3 separate regions of the Sus scrofa genome follow, and all the other regions are linked to region 1. A link is a contact called in public HiChIP or PLAC-seq data. All regions are on one chromosome and are shown on one strand. The core of a region is the stretch at or near the end of the contact, and the rest is flanking DNA. Distances in the headings are between cores, read along the strand shown.

Evidence for each region. HiChIP or PLAC-seq counts read pairs in DNA pulled down with a chosen protein or histone mark.
Region 2: an H3K27ac HiChIP or PLAC-seq map of alveolar macrophages shows a contact between it and region 1. The contact joins two enhancer-like sites. A contact is called at or near these places in 1 of 47 Hi-C or Micro-C datasets (embryonic fibroblasts) and 1 of 2 datasets of contacts at active chromatin or transcription factors (alveolar macrophages).
Region 3: an H3K27ac HiChIP or PLAC-seq map of alveolar macrophages shows a contact between it and region 1. The contact joins two enhancer-like sites. A contact is called at or near these places in 1 of 5 promoter capture datasets (liver), 20 of 47 Hi-C or Micro-C datasets (alveolar macrophages, embryonic fibroblasts, fetal heart ventricle and 11 more) and 2 of 2 datasets of contacts at active chromatin or transcription factors (alveolar macrophages and skeletal muscle).

What each region holds. Positions count from the first base shown.
Region 1 is chr8:29,504,598-29,508,704 of Sscrofa11.1, forward strand. It overlaps TBC1D1 (TBC1 domain family member 1), which reads left to right. Exons shown (of 22, transcript XM_021101100.1): 9 at 1,688-1,816; 10 at 3,223-3,309. Among named protein-coding and RNA genes, the nearest start is that of MIR9840, 42 kb to the right of the region's middle. Within about 2 kb of position 1,389, at least 2 of the 83 cell types and tissues checked have an H3K27ac peak or open chromatin away from gene starts, as enhancers often do. A contact at or near this core is called in alveolar macrophages, where this site is marked.
Region 2 is chr8:29,242,145-29,246,038 of Sscrofa11.1, forward strand. No RefSeq gene overlaps it. Among named protein-coding and RNA genes, the nearest start is that of RELL1, 54 kb to the left of the region's middle. Within about 2 kb of position 2,482, at least 10 of the 83 cell types and tissues checked have an H3K27ac peak or open chromatin away from gene starts, as enhancers often do. A contact at or near this core is called in alveolar macrophages, where this site is marked.
Region 3 is chr8:29,121,280-29,125,181 of Sscrofa11.1, forward strand. All of the region lies in intron 6 of RELL1 (RELT-like protein 1), which reads right to left. Among named protein-coding and RNA genes, the nearest start is that of RELL1, 67 kb to the right of the region's middle. Within about 2 kb of position 2,327, at least 10 of the 83 cell types and tissues checked have an H3K27ac peak or open chromatin away from gene starts, as enhancers often do. A contact at or near this core is called in alveolar macrophages, where this site is marked.

The DNA of each region.
Region 1 (4,107 bases), core at 139-2,638:
ATTAGATTCCAGTTATAAGTGATATCATATGGTATTTGCCTTTGTCTTTCTGGCTCATTTCACTCAGGATGAGATTCTCTAGTTCCATCCATGTTGCTGCAAATGGCATTATGTCACCCTTTTTATGGCTGAGTAGTATTCCATTGTGTATATATACCACATCTTCTGAATCCAATCATCTGTCGATGGACATTTGGGTTGTTTCCATGTCCTGGCTATTGTGAATAGTGCTGCAGTGAACACGCGGGTGCATGTGTCTCTTTTAAGTAGAGTTTTGTCCGGATAGATGCCCAAGTGGAGGAAACCATTTTTAACATTTTGTTATGTTTGCTTTCCTGTGTGTGTATCCTTATTTTGATGCCTTTCAAGGTAAGTTTCTGTACTAGCATTCTTCTTTTTTTTTTTTGCATTTTCTAGGGCTGCACCCACGGCCTATGGAGGTTCCCAGGCTAGGGGTCTGATCGGAGCTGTAGCTGCTGGCCTTCGCCAGAGCCACAGCGATGCAGGATCCGAGCCGCGTCTGCAACCTACACCACAGCTCTCGGCAACGCCGGATCCTTAACCCACTGAGCAAGGCCAGGGATCAAACCTGCAACCTCATGGTTCCTAGTCGGATTTGTTAACCACTGAGCCACGACGAGAACTCCATGTACTAGTCTTCTTGATCCCTGAACCCTTTAGTATGTGTATCAATACCTAGAATTTAGTATTTGTTTACAATTTTTTGGAGATAAGATTTACACATAGTAAGCTGCACAGATCTCGAGCGTACCATTTGTTGAGTTTGGAGGATTTTGTACATTCAGGTAGCCCACATCCCTGTCAAGATACAGGACATCTCCATCATGCCCGCAGGTACCCCCACAGCAGTCCTCACTCCCTCCCTCCCCCAGGCAACCACTGTTTTTTTTTTTTTTTCCCACCATAGATTCGTTTTGCCTGTTTGGGAACTTTTTATAAGTAGAATCATACAGTATCTTCTCTTTTGGTTCAGGCTTCTTTCACTTAGCAGAATGTTTTTGATATTCATCCTTGTTGTTGCATAAATCATTAATATGTTCCTTTTCATTCCATTGTGTCACAAGTATGGTTGATTTCTCCATTCCCCTTGTGACGGACACCTATGCTATTTCCAGGTGCTGGTTATTGTGAAAAGGCTGCCGGTGGATGGGTTGTGACACCCCTGGATGGTGGGTTCTGAACTGGGAACCCAGAGTGTGTTGTTCCTTTCCTTTGAAAAGCTAATGGTAGTTGCCTTTGTACCACAAGCTGTGCCTGATGCTTTTAGATGCTTTACCTGCTATGCTCACCCCACAGCACTGTTCTTACATCTTGAGGTCGGTCTCAGTTCACAGGAGAGGAAGTTGTGGCTCAGAGAAAGCAGCTTGCACAAGGCCGCGGCTAGTGAGTGACTGTCTCTGATCCAGCCACAGAGCCCGAGCTCTAAACTGCTTTGTTAACGGATTGGTTTCTAAGCACATTTCTTCATTTCTTTTGGAGGAGACAGAGTCGGTCTTTGAGGCAAATGTATTTCTTAGACTTGCAGTCCTGTTGCCAAGGAGCAGCTGAGAAGAAGTCACAGAAAGAATATGACCTGGGGTCAAGAAGATGCATCCTAGAGGTTTTTCAGTCCTTTAAAAAGGAAGGAGGCCTATGTGACTTAACTTTCCATTGTTCCACTTTTTAGGCATCACAGATTGCAGCGGAGAATATTGGAAGCGAGTTACCACCCAGTGCCACTCGGTTTAGACTAGATATGCTGAAAAACAAAGCAAAGAGATCTTTAACGGAGTCTTTAGAAAGTATTTTGTCCCGGGTAAGTGGTATGATTCGTCCTAATTTAAGTTGACTCACGTTTTGAGAGAACATGAGATTCAGTTCTTTGCTTTTACTCCAACAGGGTTCATTGTAAAGTATAGGAGGGTAAAACCTTTTTAATGTCTTCTTAGTCTTAGAAAATTGTTCCCTTTAAAGTTCAGTTTTTACCTTGGTCTGGGTTTTTAAAAATCATTATTGGAGTTCCCTGGTGGCTTCGAGACTAAAGGAGCTGGCGTTATTACTGCTGTAGCTCGGGTTGCTGCTCTGGCACAGGTTTGATCCCTGGCCTGGGAACCTCTGCATGCCAAGGGCATGGCCAAAAAAATAATCACTCTTTTGTGTTGTATTATATCCCATGGAGTTTCCCAAAAGAATGTTGTTTGTGGGGCAGCCCCTATAAAGAGCATGGATCAGATACATCAAAGTGTGGGTTCCATTCTCCCTGGTGTCACTAGGTACAGCTTAAAAATTGTTGTTCTCAGCTTCTGTTGCTGGTGTCTCAAATTGCCTGTAGCAGGATCTGCAAACTGTGGCTCTTGGGCCAGATACCAGTCACTTTTTGTTTTTGTAAATAAAGTTTTGTTAGAACACAGTCACATCAGTTCATTCGCCTTTTGTCTAAGGCTGCTTTTCTACAGAGTCAAGTAGTTGGCCCACAGAGCGTAAGAGGTTTATTATCTGGCCCTTTACAGAAGAAGTTTGTGGCCTGCAGCTCTACAGGAAAAATAAAATGTGCATCTGTACCAATCTGGAAGTTCTTAAAGAAATTCCTATCACCCCCTACTTACCTACTCCCCCCTCCCATGAGTGTAAACACCCCTGACGATGGCACTTCTAAGAAGTAGATGTTTGATTTTCTCTCAAAGTTCCACACCTTTCAAGAGTTTACAATATCTTCTTTTATTTCTTTTTTATTTCATGAACTACTTCATTTGAAACAAGCTTTATTTTTTTGGTGAAAGTTAAATTTTATTTTGTGTGAAGATGTTTCTGAGAGTCTTACAGCATCCTTACAGATAATTAAAGACAGTTCATTTACAGAACTGGCGCTGGGGTGGGGCTGCCTCTGTCTCCCAGACGGAGAGCTTGGGGTTGGCGTGTGGCGGGCTGGAGGCGAGGGTTGTGGAGCGCATGCCCTCCGGCACTTACTTTGCTTTGGAGACGCGTTGTCTCTTCCCTTGCCCACCATCCCTGCCAAATGATGAGCCCACCAGGTGCTTTGGAGCATTTAGGTTGGTTTAAAAAATAGAAAAAAGTCGGGAACGTTGATTGTCTCATATGTGTGCAGCAGCGTTTCTCAGTAGATGCATTTTTCCTGAGCTTATTGAAATAGACCAGACTGCTTCTAGCGGATGCCTTTGCAAACGCCTCAGGGGTCATAACTCGACTGCTTTTCTTTCGTAGGGTAATAAAGCCAGAGGCCTCCAGGAGCACTCCACCAGCCTGGATCTGGACAGCTCCGTGTCTAGCACATTAAGTAGCACCAGCAAAGTAAGCACATTTCTCTTTATCTGACAACCCTGCAGAAACCAGCAAATGGGTCTTACTCATCTCCTAGGTACAGGGCCTATCAGAGGACAGCAGAGCTCTCCTAACCTGCAGCTGCGAGAAGTTTGGTGCTTCCGGACTTCATGGTGCAGGTGGAGGGAGGGCTGGGTGTGCAGTTCTGCTCCAACAACAAAATCGTGTCCTCCCAGGCAGATGGTCATGCTCTAAGATGCTGAGACCTAAGTCATCACAAAACCATCAGTGGATTTTTTGAAGTGGATTTTGCAATGAAATCTAAGTGAAATATTAAGAATAATTCAAATTGTGACCACCTCAAAAGTGGGTTTGTGAGTTCTGAGCAGTGTGCAGCTCACACTCCTGAAACTAGCTTTATTCTCTGGTTGGCTCTGTGATTATAATTAAACATCACTGTTTTATAAATAAATAGCCAAGCCTCACCCCTCACGTCTGCCACGAAGCATAGCTTTGTGATAATGAGCAAGCCAGCGGTCCTCTTTGGTAACAAGCCTGTGTCTGTGTCCTAGTTTTCATCTCTTGCTTTCTAAACATACCAAGCATATTTCAAACGGGTTAGTTCAACTTTTTAACCACCAGAAGAGTGGATTTCGGGTTTTGTGCTGGGGAGCACAGAGGTCAGCTTTCCCTCTGTGACTGGACCAGAGTGTCCCGGGATGGAAGAGAGAGGGATGGCCAGCTCCCGAGGAATGGCTTCCTTCACCACAGGGAGAGAAGTTCTTCTGTTCCCCGCAGGCCTGTGGCTTTCCAAGTGTTTTAGGCCAT
Region 2 (3,894 bases), core at 1,232-3,731, 260 kb before region 1:
ATGAGTTGATACATGTGAACCAATGAACGAAGCACTAAGAATAGTGCTGAGCATCTAGTAAATCTCAATGAATATTGCCTATTACAAGTATTGTTACTACTACATTTCAAATATTCAGTCATAATACTTTCTGGTTATGTTTATCAATAGGACCTTTAATACGGCCCTTTCAGTTGCAAATGAGAGAAATCCAACTGAAATAACTTCAGTTTAAAAAAAAAAAAAAGGAAAAGAAAGAATAGGATTATCTAGTTGGGAAAAAAGTGTCATGGTAGCATCAGGTATGGCTAGATCCAGGATTAAAGCAAAGCCGTTACAGCTCTGTTACTCGGCTCCACCACTCAGCTCTGCTTTTTTGTGGATGAGCTGTAGCAGCCTCTCTCCATGAGGTGGGCAAACTGCTCACTGGTAGCTAGATGCCGACCCACAGCTCAGGCCCTCTTGCTTACAATTCCAGAGAGAGACCCTTTCTCCTCCAGCAGCAGGTACATTCATCATTGAAAGGTAACCCCCCAAGTGGCTGTACTTGATCCTTGCCCACCTTTGTGAGAACCGCTGTGCTTAGGTGGAACACAAAGATTGGCTAGTATAGGTACCCAAGTCACCCCTGGTTACTCCAGGCCCCCAGGGAGTAGGGTGGGATAGTTACCAAAGGTAGTCCTTGGGGATAAAACTAAATCTGCTCCCTCAGACGTGACCAACCAGCTTCAGCTAGTTCCACCTCCATTTATTTATCAGCTGATAGTTTTGGGTTTTTTTATCATTTAGTATATTCAGGAACTACATTGGGGCTATACATAAAAATTATTAGTAGTAATAATAACTAAAATTGATTGAATGCAAGGTTTTGTATTACAGATATATTTTCTCATTGAATCTTCTTATTAACCCCATGAGGTAAGCACTGTTGTTATCCCCAGATGAGAAAGAGGTTCAGAAGATTTAGTAACCTTCCCAAAGCCACACCCCTTATTAAAACGAAGTTAGGATTTGGACTCAAGTCAACCTGACCACAGAGCCCTTGCTTTGCATGTTCTGTCCATTCGATTATCAGAAAAGTCCTATGACAATATCTTATTAAAAACCACTATATTACAGATGAGGAAATAAGTCTGACAAAAGTTAAGTGACTCTCAAGGTCATGCCCAGGCCCTGTACTAGGTAACTGGGAACCAGAGACGAATGTATGGCCCCCGGCAGAGCTGCTTGCTGTGTGTGGCTGCACAGCTCGAGCACCACACAAAGGTACCTGGTCCATCCAGGAGCGGGGGGTTGCAGGGTGAGATTCAGCTAGAGTTCTGCTCATAAACCAAGGCCCTGACCCTGGCTACATCACACAGACCTGCCTTCTAGCAGCCAAGTGTATCCATGAGGCTGCAGCTAACCAGAGGGGGAAGCTTATCACAAATTGAGCAAAGTCTGTGCACGGGTTGGCAGAGGACTTGACCCAGACCCAAAGACAGCCTAACTACTACGCAAATTAATCGAACCCAAGGAAGGGGTCCTTAGAACCTCCAATCTGTAACTACTAGGTCAAAAGCACAGGTGACAACCTGAGCTTGCAACTGGCATCTGAGGTAGAGGTGGAAGGGGTGGTCATGTAGGACTGAACCCTTAACCTGTAGACACCATCTCTGGGTCAATAGTTCAGAAGTGAGTTGAATTTTAGGACCCCCAGCTGGTGTCTGAGAATTGCTTGATGGTGTAGAGAAAAAAGAACCTTGCCACACACGTCGAAGTTGGGTCCCCAAAAAATTTTACCTAGCTATCTGAGCCCTGATGTTCTGTAATGCTGAACACTCATACGTTATGTGCGTCTCTCTTTAGCTCCAGGGGTAAATAATGATTAATCTAAGATGACTAGTATAGTTCCTGTTCCTTCCAGAGTGAGGAACAAGGATTTCGGGAAATAATCCCAGAAACTGCCTAGAAACACAGTTTAAGAGATTAAAGAAAATGTATGTAGAGCACCAGACGCAAAGTCTTGATTATAGTGGGCACTGGTGTATGGTACTTATCATTATTACCTACCATTGAGATCTGAGTGACACGTGTGCTAGAACTGATGGTTTCCTAATGTCTCATCAGTCAATGATGTGTGCTCATTTTCAGCATGTGCAGCACTTGGGGCCAACTAGCAAGTTGGAAACCCATAGCAACAATGTTTGATTTCCTGGCAACAATGAGTAGTGCATCAAGGAAGAAGGAGGGTAAAGGCAGGACTGGACTTGCTCCATAGTGATAGAGCAATGGCCTCTGGGAGCCAGGAGGAGAGGCATGGAGATTCTGCTCTGTGTGAGCTGTCTCACTGTGCTTAATGGAAATGTTAAAACGTAACGACATTGCTGGCAAAAGGTGGGAGAAAATGAGAAAGTATTTTGGTGGAGCCCTAAATCCATGCCACAATGAGGGATTGCTCCACCAGAATCCTTTCTTACTTCCTGCCGTGTAACAAAGTTTCAGTTCTGTAGCAGGAGTGCCAGCTGGAGGCTGCATTTCCCAGCACCCCTTGCAGCTTGGTATGGTCCCGTGACCACATTGTCATCAGTGCAGGGGGAGTGGGCCACAGCTACCTCTTTTGTTTAGAGGAAATCGCAGTCTTGGATTATTTCTTTCTCCCTTCCTAGAAGCTGAATCTTCTTTTAGACTCAGCTTTGACTATACAGAAGAGGGCTCTTTCACTCTGCGTGTTAATTGAGAAAAGCGTGCCCCTCCCTAAGATAAGACTCAGAAGTTGAGGTTGTCAAAGCAGTAGCCAATATAAAAAAGCTGCTGGGAGTTCCCGTCGTGGCGCAGTGGTTAACGAATCCAACTAGGCACCATAAGGTTGAGGGTTCGGTCCCTGCCCTTGCTCAGTGGGTTAACAATCCGGCGTTGCCGTGAGCTGTGGTGTAGGTTGCAGACACGGCTTGGATCCCGCGTTGCTGTGGCTCTGGCATAGGCCAGTGGCTACAGCTCCGATTCGACCCCTAGCCTGGGAACCTCCATATGCCGCGGTAGCAGCCCAAAGAAATGGCAAAAAGACAAAAAAAAAAAAAAAAAAAAGCTGCTGATCACACACACACACACACACACACACACACACACACACACACACCCCTGTGATTAATGCAACATTTACATTTATTTCCTTCAATAGGCAAACAGGGAGAGGGGTGGGGGGAGGGGTGGGGGATGGGCATGCACAACCATATTAATCTGGCCAATCTTTCTCTGCCTCCTTCCTGCTGACCCCCAGGCCATATGTCAGTGACCTCTGCTACCAAGACATCTTTCTCATGTCTGTAGAGGGGGTTGGACTCTCCTCCAAACTGTGCACCACATTCTGCAAAACCCAGTTCTCCAGAGAGCAGCACTGGATCAGCCAGAGTTACAGGAGCATTGGCGCAGGTACTGCCATCACTTCCACTGCTTTCTCTCCAACGCAAACAACTTGTTTATACGGCTGGCTTTTCATGTACAAACACGTTTCCCGTTGTTTTTTAAACATAACTGAAAAACAACATATGCACTAACAAATTTCATGAAAACGTTTTTATGACATCTCTTAAGTTCAACATGTTCGCAGTTTGTCAAACTAGGGTGTAAATACTCTGTCAAAACAGTTTCCCTCGTGTGGAAAGGGGGAGTGAGGCCTCCTCTAAACACTGGTACAAGCCACACATGCCATGGGGGCAGAGTCTGCAGGATAGAGGAGTAACAGATGGCCCAGCAACCATGTGTAGCCGAGCTGTCCCCCTGGCCCCAACTGCCAACACTGTGACTGCAAAGAGCAGAAACTTCCTTCTTTCTGAAACCACTACATTTTTTTTTAATTTATTTGCTGTAACTGCTTAACCTTTACCCTGGCAAATACACTGAGTAAAACAGAGTAAGGAGGCAACCAACATTTAC
Region 3 (3,902 bases), core at 1,077-3,576, 380 kb before region 1:
AAGGTTGAGCTTACAAGATAAGCATCATATCACATATTAACCTGCCTGAATATTTAAAAACCCACAAGAACGGTAACACGTCCTCACCACAGCACATAACCAGCCCCCTGCATTCCTTCCCCCATGACACATTTCTTCTTAGCATTCAGTCTAAGGAAATCTAACGGCCACAATTTCCAAAGGACCTCTTTTTATCAGGGTTTTATAAAGCAAGAGAGAACAGAACTTGAGAACCACAGCAGACAGAGGGGGTCGGTCTGTGTTAACAGCAGTTCCTGGGGTGACAGGAGGGGATCCTCCCTGAGAGACCTGTACCACTTCTGCTTGGGAACCTGATCTTGAACTCTTCAGCTACATCCTGTCAAGCAAGGAGCAATGGGATGAATGTGTTTAGTACAGGGCACCTTGTAGGTGCCAGGTAAGGTGTCTTTCCCAAGCCACACCAAACTGCACTAACTCTGCATCTCCACTGAGCGAACGGGGCAGCGAGATTGGGACTTCTCGGGGCAAGAAGGATGCCTCTGCAATCTTAGGTCTTCACTGTACCTTGGAAGGCTCTGCAGTGAATTTTTTTTTTTTTTTTTTTTTTGCCTTTTCTAGGGACGTACCTGTGGCATATGGAGGTTCCCAGGCTAGGGGTCCAATCGGAGCTGTTGCTGCCGGCCTACACCAGAGCCACAGCAATGCGGGATCCGAGCCATGTCTGTGACCTACAGCACAGCTCACGGCAATGCCGGATCCTTAACCCACTGAGCAAGGCCAGGGATTGAACCCGCCACCTCATGGTTCCTAGTCGGATTCATTAACCAACAAACTGCCTGCGCCACAGCGGGAACTCCTCTGCAGTGTATTTTTAAGCTCTTCTAACCACTCACAGGTCTGTGTCCATGTCCATATTTACATCACAAAGGAAGCCCCTCGTAAACCCGGCAAATAGTTTTCTACTTTTCAAAGGTTTGTGGTGTGGTTCACAATGGTCTCATCTAGATGACAGTCAGTTACGTGTCCTTTAACTTTCCTCTTCTGAAGACCCGGAACAGGAGCGAAATGCTACATCAGCCTGTGTAGACTGCAGCATACACACCACGCAGGCCGACCTACCCCCGTTAAGGAAGAAAACCTTCTCTTGTTTCCCCAGACTGTGTTTGCCTATGAACACTAAAGAGAGATGAAACCAACTTGCAGAAATATGAAGAAATAGCAAAAAATCAATAGGATGTCTTTATTGGAGTATTACTTTGTACTTATTATTCAAATAAGTACTTATTTTACAGACAAGTACATCCTTTACAAATATCTCATCCTTCAGGATATGTAGTCTAACATTATCCATGTTATCCTTTACTGCTGCTGACAGTTATAATACTCACAATGGGTGTGTGTGTGTGTGTGTGTGTGTGAAGGAGGGAGAGAGATTTCCCAAACTAAATGTGTGGGTAAAGGATGCTTTCCCCTTTAGCTGAAAAGGAGCTGCCCTCTAAAATAGCATGAACCAGTCATGGCTCCACTGCAGAGCTCAGTGGCAACAAACCGGACAAGGATCCATGAGGATGTGGGTTTGATCCCTGGCCTTGCTCAGTGGGTTAAGGATCCGGGATTGAGCTGTGGTGTAGGTCACAGACGTGGCTCAGATCTGGTGTTGCTGTGGGTGTGGTGTAGGCCGGCAGCAACAGCTCCGATTGGACTGCTAGCCTGAGAACTTCCATATGCTGCACCTGCAGCCCTAAAAAAAAAAAAAAAAAAAAAAAAACGCATAAAATAAAATAAAAAACAGCATGAACCAAGTTCTTAATTATAAATGAATAACTAAGTCCCTGTACTGCATTGCCACAACCTTACACGGCTAAACCATGAATTTGGACCATAAAAACCAAACAAACTCAAATGTGGGAATAAGTTCATTTGAATACTGGGTTGATTAATGTGGAAGACACTATCAGGGAAAAAAGTAGAAAGGCCAGAGCTGGAAAAATAGACAAATTGTCCTAAAAGAAAAAAAAAAGTTTAAAAAGATGAGAGACTTTTCCCAGTAATACTTCAAACTAGGCCATTATCTAGAAAATAGGTATTCAACTATTTTTATGTCTTTCTCTCTCTCTCTCTCTTTTTATCACCTGCTCTCTTAGACCTGGACTTTTTTTGTATCAAGGAAAACAAGAAGGTCAAGAGCAAAGGATGTCAGGCCCAGACTGGGGTCTTTCATCACAGTCAGACTCTTCATTCCAACGCAGTAGAAATTCCCAGTGTTCTTTGCACAAGTTTGACCACTGGTCAGGAGTGGGCAGGAAGGACAGAGGGCTGGGTTACGAAGGAGGGATCCGGAGATATTGGCCTGTCCCCACATCCACACCCTCTGACTAGCTGTGAAGCCTCGGCCTCCCTACAGAGTTCCCTCCTAAGGTCGTTGGGGGTTTTGCATAAGATGATGTATGTGCAGTGCTTAATACCAGACCCTTCTCCAAGTTAGCTATTGTTTTCATGACCATCATCCAATCACACTGGCTTTCTTTGTACGGCCTTCCTTGGCTAATTAAAACTGCACTGTGCACAGTGTCTTTGAAAGCGGAAGGGACAGATACAAACAGCTGCTTCAAGTCTGGATCGCTCACACCAGACACGAGGCAGAAAAAGGAAAGTTAACCTTTCTCGGGCTCTGTCGAAAGCTCCCCAGCTCTGATTCACAGCTCTGGGCTCTTGCTCTTCACAAACACACCCTTAACAACAGGGAGCACTTGACCAGCACAGCAACTATCTATTTCCAGGTAAATACCTATCTTACTGGGGTGACAACCAAGAGGAAAGAAGATACCACATTCTGTACGCCTGTAAATTTCCAGTGGTAGCCTTGTTTCCGGAACTGTGTCATGGTACATTCGACATTGTTAAATTTCTTCTCCTTCCATTCTATTGCTGTGAGTATGACCATAGTCACAACCAAACACATGCTGTAAAATAGTATTTCTTTACCACAGCTTTTAATGCTAAATGGTGCCTTCTGTATGGGCAAACAGCAGTCAGAAAACAGGAGGGAGCTGGCATAGATGCTAGAGAAATCTAGCAGCAATGGACCAGAGGGGGAGAAAACGAATTATTCTCCAGTTCTCATTGCCATAGGGCCCCCCCACATTTAATAACGCTGACCTATCTTTTTAGGGGGTGAGGGTAGGGGGAGAATTTGGTGATTATTGTCTTACACTAGTGAGTGCTCAGGCTGGGGGAAGTGAAGCCAAACTTCCTTACATTGAAAAGACAACTCAGAAATCCCAAGTGTTTTATGTGGAATCTAAAATATGACACAAATGAACCTATTTATGAAACAGACTCACAGACATAGAGAACACAGACTTGAGGTTGCCCAGGGGAAGTGCGGAGGCTTGGGGGAGGGATAGGGTGGGAGGCTGGGGTTTAGCAGATGTAAGCTATTACTTATAGGATGAATAAACAACAAGGTTCTACTGTTTAGTGCAAGAAACTAGATTCAATAGCCTATGATAAATCATAATAGAAAAGAATATTTTTAAAAAGAATGGAATCTCTTTGCTGTGCCCCAGAAATACAACTCTGTAAATCAACTCTCCTTCAATTTTTCAAAAGCACTCTAATTACATAAAAGAAGAAGAAGAAGAAAAGAAATCCCAAGTGTGACCATTTCATCATAAAACAAGACTGATGGAGAGAAATGAAGAACCTCGGAAAAAAATTGTCTGGAAGGAAGAGATCCTCTTCCTCTCTAGAGTTTATGGCTTACAATGCCATTCTAATGATAAAGACAAAGCTCTAACTCCATTATTATGTTAAGGTTGCACAGAAGCCACAATACAGCTTTGATTAGGACATATGCGTGCCTTGTTAAAAAGCATCTGGTCCCTTTAAAAATTAGAGCCATGTTTTAAGAAACTAGA